Linked DNA regions of Mus musculus: all the other regions are linked to region 3. Evidence: chromatin contacts called from public ChIA-PET data. All regions are on one chromosome and are shown on one strand. Each heading gives the region's core, a stretch centred on a gene start, on an enhancer-like site or on the middle of the called end of the contact. The rest is flanking DNA. Distances are from core to core; before and after follow the strand shown.

Evidence for each region. ChIA-PET counts read pairs in DNA pulled down with a chosen protein or histone mark.
Region 1: an RNA polymerase II ChIA-PET map of memory CD8 T cells shows a contact between it and region 3, with 13 read pairs. The contact joins two enhancer-like sites. A contact is called at or near these places in 4 of 115 datasets of contacts at active chromatin or transcription factors (CD8 T cells, effector CD8 T cells, extraembryonic endoderm stem cells and 1 more) and 1 of 9 other capture datasets (embryonic stem cells).
Region 2: an RNA polymerase II ChIA-PET map of memory CD8 T cells shows a contact between it and region 3, with 28 read pairs. The contact joins two enhancer-like sites. A contact is called at or near these places in 1 of 39 promoter capture datasets (frontonasal cranial neural crest), 6 of 115 datasets of contacts at active chromatin or transcription factors (T-cell acute lymphoblastic leukemia, bone marrow-derived macrophages, craniofacial prominence and 2 more) and 2 of 9 other capture datasets (adipose tissue and pancreatic islet).

Annotation. Positions count from the first base shown.
Region 1 is chr17:50,578,532-50,581,932 of GRCm38.p6, reverse strand. All of the region lies in intron 1 of Plcl2 (phospholipase C-like 2), which reads right to left. Among named protein-coding and RNA genes, the nearest start is that of Plcl2, 71 kb to the right of the region's middle. Within about 2 kb of position 1,327, at least 40 of the 459 cell types and tissues checked have an H3K27ac peak or open chromatin away from gene starts, as enhancers often do. A contact at or near this core is called in CD8 T cells and memory CD8 T cells, where this site is marked.
Region 2 is chr17:50,523,854-50,527,100 of GRCm38.p6, reverse strand. All of the region lies in intron 1 of Plcl2 (phospholipase C-like 2), which reads right to left. Among named protein-coding and RNA genes, the nearest start is that of Plcl2, 16 kb to the right of the region's middle. Within about 2 kb of position 1,915, at least 49 of the 459 cell types and tissues checked have an H3K27ac peak or open chromatin away from gene starts, as enhancers often do. A contact at or near this core is called in T-cell acute lymphoblastic leukemia and memory CD8 T cells, where this site is marked.
Region 3 is chr17:50,330,249-50,333,639 of GRCm38.p6, reverse strand. No RefSeq gene overlaps it. Among named protein-coding and RNA genes, the nearest start is that of Dazl, 38 kb to the right of the region's middle. Within about 2 kb of position 2,124, at least 83 of the 459 cell types and tissues checked have an H3K27ac peak or open chromatin away from gene starts, as enhancers often do. A contact at or near this core is called in CD8 T cells, T-cell acute lymphoblastic leukemia and memory CD8 T cells, where this site is marked.

The DNA of each region.
Region 1 (3,401 bases), core at 78-2,577, 250 kb before region 3:
AAGAACCATCTTGTCAGCCCTTATGGGGCTTTTAATCAGAAAATAAATGTGACCTATGGTACATTAATCACAGCAGCAGCTGACTCTAAAGTGTTTGTCAAATTCACACTCCTCCTGGGCTTAGAATCACCCCAAGGCTGATCATCCCAAAGCCACTAAGGGATGAATAATAATTAAATTATCGGTGTTGTGTACGTAAGTAAACATTCCCAAGCAAAAGTTCATCATGCCCTAGAATTACTATTTTTTGAAAATCATCTTTCTTTGGCAAGTGACACTATCGACTGAAAGTTCTAAAACAGCAGTTCTTAACCCGTGGGTCCCGATAACCCTTTGTGGTTAAACAGCCCTTTCACAGGAGTCACGCAATCAGGTATCCTATTAGGCATTTACATTACAATTCACAAGAGTAGCAAAATGAGGTTATGAAGTAGCAACAAAAGTCATGCTATGATTGGGGTCCACACACCTGAGGAACTGCATTAAAGGGTTGCAACATTAGGAAGGTTGGGAACCACCGTTCTAAAAGAAGAACTGACTAAAAAATCTCACATGAGTCTTTCTATGCCTTGGCAAAGAAAGCTATGTTTCCTCACTGGCAACAAAACTTCTTAATGTGAACAGAGTCATTTGCAGGAAGTCTGCATCACCTCAGCCTGTTGCCAGGATTCTGGGTCTGTTGCATGGACACCATGTCCTCTGGCACCTGGGCATGCCAGAGCTCTACGGCAAGAAAACTAATTAGCTTTGTATATGATCACATTCCCAAGAGCGTCATAGCCACCAGCATCTCTCTATGGTTGGATCATTCTTCTCTCTGTGGTGGTGATATGGAGTATGATGGTTAAATGAGAATGTCCCCACAGTCCTGGGCATCTGAACACTTGGTCTGCAGTGGTGTGGTGCTTGGGAGATTTAGATGTCTTGCTTTGCTGGAGAAAGTATGTCACCAGAGGCAGATTTTGAGATTCCCAATTTGCTGTTTCATGCTTGCAATTTGAGATGTGAAGTCTTGCTTTGCAGCTCCAGATACCGTACCTGACCGCTGCCATTCCACCCCTCCATGATGACGACGGACGCTTAGCCTTCTAGTGCTATAAGCCCAAGTACTCTATTAAAAGTTGCTTTGGTCATGGACTTTTATCACAGCAGCAGAGTCTAGACCCAAACTTGCTGACTGGCAACAGACATGGAAGTAAGGAGCAGACCACCAGTTTCCCTGTTTCCCTTGGTATTTTCTTTAACCTCCTCCTGTGGAGGGAGCAGGAGTTCCAAAAGTGGTAGCTCACTGACACAAAGCTATAAGTAATAGGAAAAAAAAAAGAGCTTTCACTTTCACATTGCTATTTAACAAGACACCAAAGCAAACCGTGTTTACCAGGTCTGTGAACATTTATGACAATGGAGCCTTCATGGACGGATATCACAAATAAATTTTCATCTGTTTTACAATCATTTGTATTACACTTTCAACGGGTCACCTTGAGAGACTGTCCTATTAACAATCAAAAAGGGTTACCACTTCTTCTGTCATAAGACTGCAACCTAACTATAAAAACAAAACAAAACCAAGGTTTGAGGTAGCCTAAAGAGTGGATAGCCAGTTTTAAATACTATATTCACCGAATAAGCTCTCAGTATAAACTTTGTGTGACTGTGCCTTCTTAAAGTTTAGATGTGGAAAATGAATGCTTGAGACTTGGGGGATGGCTCAGTTGGTAAACTGTAAAGTGCCACACACATGTAGGGTCTGAGTTCAGTTCCCCAGCACCTAAATAAAAATCCATCACAGTGCAAAATCCTTGTAATCCTGCCACTGGAGGCAGACAGACACGGGCCTCCGCATTGTTCTCCTAACAGCCATTGAGTTCTGTGCACCTGACAGCTTTCCCAGCCCAAAGCGCCAGAACCATTCTGTAATCATCCCAATACAAACACGTTAGATTTGTCCAGCAAGACCCTACTTCTGGGAGTAAAGTCTGTCCTGGTTTGCTTTTAATTGTTAGGATAGAATATTCTAAAATGTTCCTAGGAAAAACAACTTGAAGAAGAAAGGGTTTATTTCATATTACAACTCTCAGGTCACAACTCATCATTGAGGGTAAGAGTTCAAGACACAAACCTGGATCAGGAACTGAAGCAGAGATCATGGAGGAGTGTTGCTTACTGGCTGGCTTCCCCTATGTCTCACTCAACTTGCTACTTTGTACAACCCAGGACCCCTGCCCAGGGGTGACACTGCTCTGAGTGTCACCTCCTACATCAGAAAGAAAATGCCTTACAGCCTTTGCAACAGTCCAACTGGGTGGAGGCACTTCCATCATTGAGGGTCTTTCTTCCCAGGTGACTCTAGCTTGTGTCAGACTGGTCAAAAACTTCCCAGCACCACTAACACACACGTTTCTTTCCAGAAAAGCTATCAAAAGTCAAAAGCTTCTCAAGTTGTGTTTTTGCATATTCATGATGATCATGGCAACCTGCTACTTTTTTCAAAGTTTGATAAGATATACTGCTTCAAATATATAGATATATAGATATTGTGTATGTGCATTTATGTATCATACCATTTATTTCCCATGAAGGTAATTAATCCAAAATAATATTTTCGCTTTATCCATGCACTGTGTCATTAAATATCTCCATATATAATCAAATTCAGTAAAATGGCAATATGGCTCAGCAGTTAAGAGTATATTCTGCATAAAGATGAGGAGATGAGTTCAAATCCCTACACACATATAAAATAAGAGCTATAACCATGTACGTCCGTGACCTCAGCACTGCTGGGGTTAGGGGGACAGAAACAGAAGGATCGCCGGAGATTGCTGGCCACTAGCCCAGCTACAAGTCCAGTTATAGACTCTACATCAAAGAAATAAGAGGAGAGGTATAGAATAAGATACTTGATGTCCTCCTGTTGTAAATATAATGAATGTATTATAAACATAAATGTGTGCATGTGTACACATGTGTTTCATATTACATTTACACACACACACACTCAGCTACAATGTACTTATTTTAATAAACATGTAGAACAATCTACATCAACTATAAACTATTCCCTACCAGTTCTAATGAGTAACATCTACCCAGTTCACTCATTTCTGAAAGCTATTTTTACATCTTTCTGGTTATGATGAGCTGTTACTTTAAGTTGGGAAAGATACTGCTTTAAATACTTGTGTGTATCTGTATAAGTATCTGTGTGGATACACAAATGTTTATTTCTTACTACTAGTTCTACACAAGTTTAAGAATAACAAGAGAGAGATTTAATACTTTGGAGGCATTTTGCCTGAATCCACTTATTCACTAAATTATTTTTTTACTAATAAAGGCCACAGTAATTTCTTTATGTGTCAGTTGATTCTAGTTTTTTTTCCAAGCAGTTTTACCTG
Region 2 (3,247 bases), core at 666-3,165, 190 kb before region 3:
TAAGCCCGGGAAACATGGGCTTATCATCAGCACAAACCCCATCATTTCCAGGCCCCCTTTCCAATCTCAAAGACCTCCAGTCTCTACAGAGATAGGAACGCACAACTAAGCAGTCTCCCCGCTTGCTGCTGACGCTCCCTGGAAGACTCCAGCAGAAAGCTGGAACTGCGGCTGTAGTTTTCTCTCAATCAGCCGAGTGCCTGGTTTCTGACCCCTTTGTAAATCAGATGAAAACATTTCAGAAACATGCACACAACTGCCAGATTTTTCACACAGTCCATTTCTTTTTTTTTTTTTTTTTAAGATTTATTTATTTATTTATTATATGTAAGTACACTGTAGCTGTCTTCAGGCACTCCAGAAGAGGGAGTCAGACCTCGTTAAGGATGGTTGTGAGCCACCATGTGGTTGCTGGGATTTGAACTCCAGACCTTCGGAAGAGCAGTCGGGTGCTCTTACCCACTGAGCCATCTCACCAGCCCCCACAATCCATTTCTGCGTGAAATTTTACAACTGGCAGTTCATTTTCTCACATGGGATTTTAAAGTCTAAGTAGTCGATTGGTAGCACCTAAAAGACAAAGACTTGCAGGTAGAACAAGAAGCGAGCCTTTCGAGCGCCATCTCCATGAGCGGCCTTCTACTTTAGTTTAATACAGAGGGTGAGACTGAAGTCCGCCCTGCGACTTCTAGGTTTTGTTTTAGTGATATCAGAGACATGTGGTGCCAAGAAGGGAATGAGGACCACTCTACCACCTTTGGGATAGTGTGCGCACAGCAGAATGAAAGTCCTTTGTCTCTTCTGGCTACATCTACCTGCATCACTCCCTGTGCCCACACACCCTATTTGTCTCTATATGGTTAAGGACAGCCATTCCGATGCCATGTGTGTCATTAGGGAGAGAACCCAGTACATATTTGAACAGGAGGCTATGGAAACCAAGTAATTTTAAAAGACAGTCTGTTGTTTTTCCTGGAGTCCGTGGCTTCTGCTTGCAATGAGGCTGCCAACTGCAAAGCACTTCTGACTCAAGCCTGCAGATGCATGTGGCTTTCTGCTTACAGGCTGTGTGTCCAGAGCAGCAGCTGGATAAAAGCACTCCCAGCTTTTGAACAGCAACCAGTGTGGGAACAGCAAAGACTGAACTGAAAGACCTCATTCACAGGGCCAATAAGCCACCAAATAGGCCAGCCCACCAGTAAGCTCTCCCCCTACAAAGTCTGCCTCTTTGAAAGGTCTCCTACACATCTTTCCTCGGTTACACAAACTCCCTTACACCTGGTTCTCTAGAAAACCAGTAGACCTCGGTGGAAACAAATTCTATATGATTTTATTATTAATGTGGGGGTGCGAGTGGGGGTGGTGATTTTGTTTTTGTCTTTACCCAAATCTGAAAAGGCTAAAAAGTGAAAAAGCATGTCCCTGGCTCTGCCAATTTAACAACAGTGCCAGAGATCATGCACTCAGTTTTTCAGGATTACTAGACAGCACAATTGACAAAAATGAATAGGGACATGGAAAGCTAGAGGTAACTCAGGACATGGGGGTGTTTTTTGTTTGTTTGTTTGATAATCAGCAAAGTCAGATTATCTGCCTACATCTGACGGTCTATTCCCTGGGACCAACACTTTCTTACCAGCACAGTCTAAGGCATCCATGAACACTGCACTTTCCAAAAGACCACAAAAAGTAACTATTGGGCAGTCCTCATTCACACGTAAATGATGAAAACCAACAGAGGCTCACAACTGAAGAATGCTAACTGGCTTATTACAAAAGCGTGGGCTGAAGGGACCCGCCTTGCCAGAAGTTCTTGGAGAACATCAAAAGAAACCTCAGAACCTTGAGTATACAGCACCGCTCTACAGGATCTCCTGCAAATCTTTTCTTCTGCACACAGCCACAAACCCAATTTGACCATTTCCCAGAAATAAAGCTTCACAGGACGCCTCCCACTGGGTGTGGCTTCTCCTCCCACTTGGTTGCACGACACCCAACCTCTCTCAACCATCAGTCTATATCCTCTCACCCCATATGGGTGCACCGTGGTAGACACACCAGAACTCCTACAGATTCCACACTTCCACTGGCAAATGCTCTGCTGTGAAGCCAGCTCAGGGGCCTCATCTATTACATCCTCAGCAATGAAAGTAAAATAAAGAGCAGAAGTTCAATGTATCCCTGCTTTCTGTGTGAGCTACTTTTATGTCAACTTGACACACACCTATAGTCATAGTGGATGGGGGAACCTAAGTTAAGAAAATTCCCAACCAGATTAGCCCGTGGGCAAGCATGTGGTGCATTTTCTTGACAGTGGATGTAGGTGGGCCCAGCTCATTGTAAGCAGTGCTACCCTGGGCTGGTGGTTCTGAGTTCTATAAGAAAGCAGGCTGAGCAAACCATAGGAACAAGCCAGAAGCAGCCCTCCTCCATCCGTCCCTGCCTCCAGGTTCCTGCCCTGACTTCCCTGGATGCTAGATTATAAGCTATAAAATAAAATAAACCCTTTCCTCCACAAGAATGCTTACGGTCAGCAGGGTAGTGGTGGCTCACGCCTTTAATCCCAGCACTTAGGAGGCAGAAGCAGGTGGATTTCTGAGTTCGAGGCCAGCCGGGTCTACAGAGTGAGTTCCAGGACAGCCAGGGCTACACAGAGAAACCCTGTCTCGAAAACAAACAAAACAACACAAAACAAAAGATGCTTATGGCCATTACCTTTTATCACAGCTATAGAAACCCTAATAGACTTGCTCAAGGGTCTAGGTGCATGTCAGGATAGATCGGTGCCCAGAAAGTGAAAGTCACCAATGCCAACTTCCAGATCTCACCTAAAGGCAATGGATCCTACCTGATATCTGATTGTTCTGTACCAACATTTGCATAAAAATAAATAATATTTTCACACAAATAGTTTCAAAGTAATGGAAAAGTATGGATTATGGATCACAGGATGAGATGGTTAGACTTTAAAATGTAAAGGTTTTCAAGTTTAAAATCTAAAAGAAAATAAATCCATGTAAATTCTCCTTTTCCAAAATGCTCGTATTTGCCTACTCCTAACTTCTAACACCGTGTCTAAGACGCAAATGTTTGAGGCAGATTCCAATTAAGTTTTGCTTTGTGCTTTTAAGCGAACCAACCCACAGAAAATGAGCCAAGCTCCTCGAAGATGAACAGACGTTGCTGGTAGAGGCATATCGGTGCTAGATACGTACATGATTCCCTTCCATGACATTCCAGAGTGAAA
Region 3 (3,391 bases), core at 875-3,374:
ATGGCTTTGAGTATGAAAGGAGATGCAAAGGAATCCAAATTGAGTAATTGTATCAAGTATTTGAAGTGTTTGCTTGGTTTTCATTATACTGAGGAACCTTTGAAATCCTCTTGCTTAAAAACCTATCTCAAAACCAAGGCTGTTAAAATGACGTAGTAGGTGAAGGCCACAGTTAGCAACAGACATACAACAACTTGAGTTTAATTTCCTAAGATACACATGGTAGGTAGGAGACCAGAACTGATTCTAGCCGGTTGTCTTCTGAAGTCCATGTTCCTTAGTGCTTCCTTCCCTCACACAAAATAACGACATAAGAATAATAGTAAAAATAACAATAGTACCTCAAAAATAATTTACGAAAATTAAAAGTAACATCACTATATATACATTTATGGAAAGTTTCAAAGTGTTCATACTGCCTAGATATTATGGTTAATCCCAGTAGAATTTTTGATACATATTCATTCACTTTAATCTTGTTTCCTAGCTAAATATATCTCTAAAATCTTTGCTTTTTAAAATGCATTTAATGAAGTCATATTATTTTCGTAAAATAAAACATGTAACATTTTTCACAAGGGCATAAAAGTTTGAAATTGTTGATATTTTATGACTCGTCTCTCTAGACCACACTATTTTAATTGAGAAATGATTCTTTCTATAGAGGCTGAGGTACCTGAGAAACTCAGCAATTTTGCTGGCCACATAATATTCCTGTCTAGCCTTTAAAATTTTTAATTATGTATTTTAAAATCTCCATTTTATATTTTTAATTTCAATGTTTATTTAAATTCTTTGAGAATTTTATATATGAGTACATTGTATTTACATCATTTCCCCCACTCCCTCTCCCCCTCCAACTCCTTTCAAGTCCCCAGTAACACCCTTCTCAAACTCATGTCCTTTTCTCTAAGCGTCTATGTACACAGGGGTGCGCCTGTGTCTACACACTCACACACACAACCTGCACATACAACCCGCTGACTCCAGTTTGTGCTTTCCATACATACTGGGCTGCCCACTTAGCATGCTAAACCCAGCCCCTTCTTCATTGCATGACTTAAGCTAGACTACTAAGCTTTCTGGTGATTTTTTTTCACCAAACTGCACAATTTCCCCACTTCTTTCTGCCTCATTTGTTGCAACTTTTCATTATAGGGCTGTATGAGAGTAACTGGTTATAAGCATTCCACAGACTCAACATCACACTGCCTGAGATCTCCTCTGCCAATAAAATCAGCCTATCACATTTTCATTTACCCTCAGCCGCGTTCTTGGGACATGGGCAGAAGGTAGCCAGAGTCTTTACCAGCCTACTTGTTGGTAGAATCCTTGTATCCCTCTGAACCCTCTAGAGCTGGACTCTCTCTCTGACCTCATTACTGTCTTCCAGGCTCCTACCAGAACACCCACAAAGCTCTGCTTATAACATTCAACATTTTTTTTTTTTTACTCCAAAGTTCCAGAATCTTCTACATCCCTCCAAAACACAGAAATCATGTTCCCTGCCGCGCTGGTATCAGTTTCTAGGTTACTTTTCTGTCGCTGTGATAAGATGGTACGGACAAAAGCAAGGCAAGGAAAAACGAGCTGATCTGGCTTGAGGCTCCAGAGTCCGTAATGTCGGGTAAGGCATGGCGTGCTAACAGAAGCAGGAAGCTGGCTGGTGACACTGTCATCCACACACAGGAAACAGACCGCAAGCACATCCTGGCCCTGGGTGGAAATATGCTCCTGTGCACGGCCCTGCCATTGTGTGGATAAGGCTCCCTTTTGCCGTTAACTCCTACCGTCTTTTCAGGCCATAAAAATTATCAGTCCCATCTAGTCTTTAATGACTGCCTTGCAAACAAGGAGCAGCTTTCCCAAGATCCTAAAGTGTGTGAGTATGGGTGGGGCTGGGGGGTGGACAGGCGCAGCCCAGATGGCTCTGCTGGGCATCTGTGCAATACTACCACCAGGGTACACTGAGCCTGAAGAGATGGGGCAGGATTGGGCTCCAATTAAAGTAGCTGGTTGAAGGTCAGGGCAGAAAATGTGATCTTCAGCCTGACAACAAAGAGATGCCATAAAAGGATCATCGAGGCACCTGGCTCACCCATTATCAAGTTACAGCCCCCACTCATGAGAGTTCAGCGGCTCCCATTGGCTGTGTGGTAAACTCTGTAAGTCTTCAGCTCCCATCCCAACATCCTCTCCCCAACTTGTTTGGTTTTTTTGGTTTTGGTTTTGGTTTTTTTTGGTTTTTTTTTTTTTTTTGCTCTTGCAAGCTCCTGTTTCCTTTCATGTTATCTGAGCTCAAGCTAAAGAATCTATCTATTCACTAGTCAATCTGCAGAGTGACTGATAGGAGACTTAAAAGAGCCAGCCTCTGCCTGGGTGGGGGAAGTGGGGGAAGTGCTCTGCTCTGTGGATGCCCTTGGGCCCTCATGAGTCAGACTGAGGGTAGAATCTACCATTTCTCAAAGTTCTTTGGCTTCTCCCTTGCTATGTTTTCCTATGAGCTATTCTTAAAAGTTATATTCCTTCAGTAAGTCACTTTCACAAAAAACAACAACAAAACAAAAATATTTTTTTTCTTTTTCAGGCTCTGTGTCTAGAGACCCTGATCAACATCATCTGAGACCCTTCCAACTCCTGCATCAAGATGTGTTTGGATAGTTACTGACTACCAGCAATGTACCATAAACACGTGTGTTCTTTCTATGCATAGTATGATTTCATCTCTGTAACAGTCCTGAGCTGTGGGAGCTACTAGTGCTCCCATTTTGCTGAGAGGGCACTTGAGGCTTAGAGTTAAAGATCACTGTCAAGGCTTGAACTGAGCCCTTTATTCTTTCTACCTCACCCAACTGATTCACCAGACTTATCTCTACGATCATTTGCAAATGTCTGTGGAACAATGGAATGAGGCCCAGTTCTGCCTCACTAATGCTCTTTACAGGGATCAGAGTTGGCTGTTGCTTTGTCCTAATTCAAAAAAGTCAATGAGAGTCAGAGCTGTGGTTCTTCAGACCTTTCAGTACCTTCATCAAAAAAAAAAAAAAAAAAAAAACAAATAATTACAACCTCCATACAGCATACATATACCTGAATGAGAAAGCAGCTACATTTGGTCACACAAGGTCATAATCATCTTTTATAAGTGACACAATAAATGAGTAAGCAAATGTCAAAAAAGGAAGTAGAGCAAAGAGAGACAGACTTCAGTTCTCACAGCTAATATTGCCAAGCCGTGGTTCCATATGATGAATAATTGTGATGATTACTATAGCAGTGACAGTGGCTACCACTGATTTTGAGTCCTTACTGTGTTCCCAGCACTGTGCTAAGCAAGGACTTAGAAAGTTCCCTTTCTCCCTCTCTGTCTCTCTCTGTCTGTCTCTCTGTC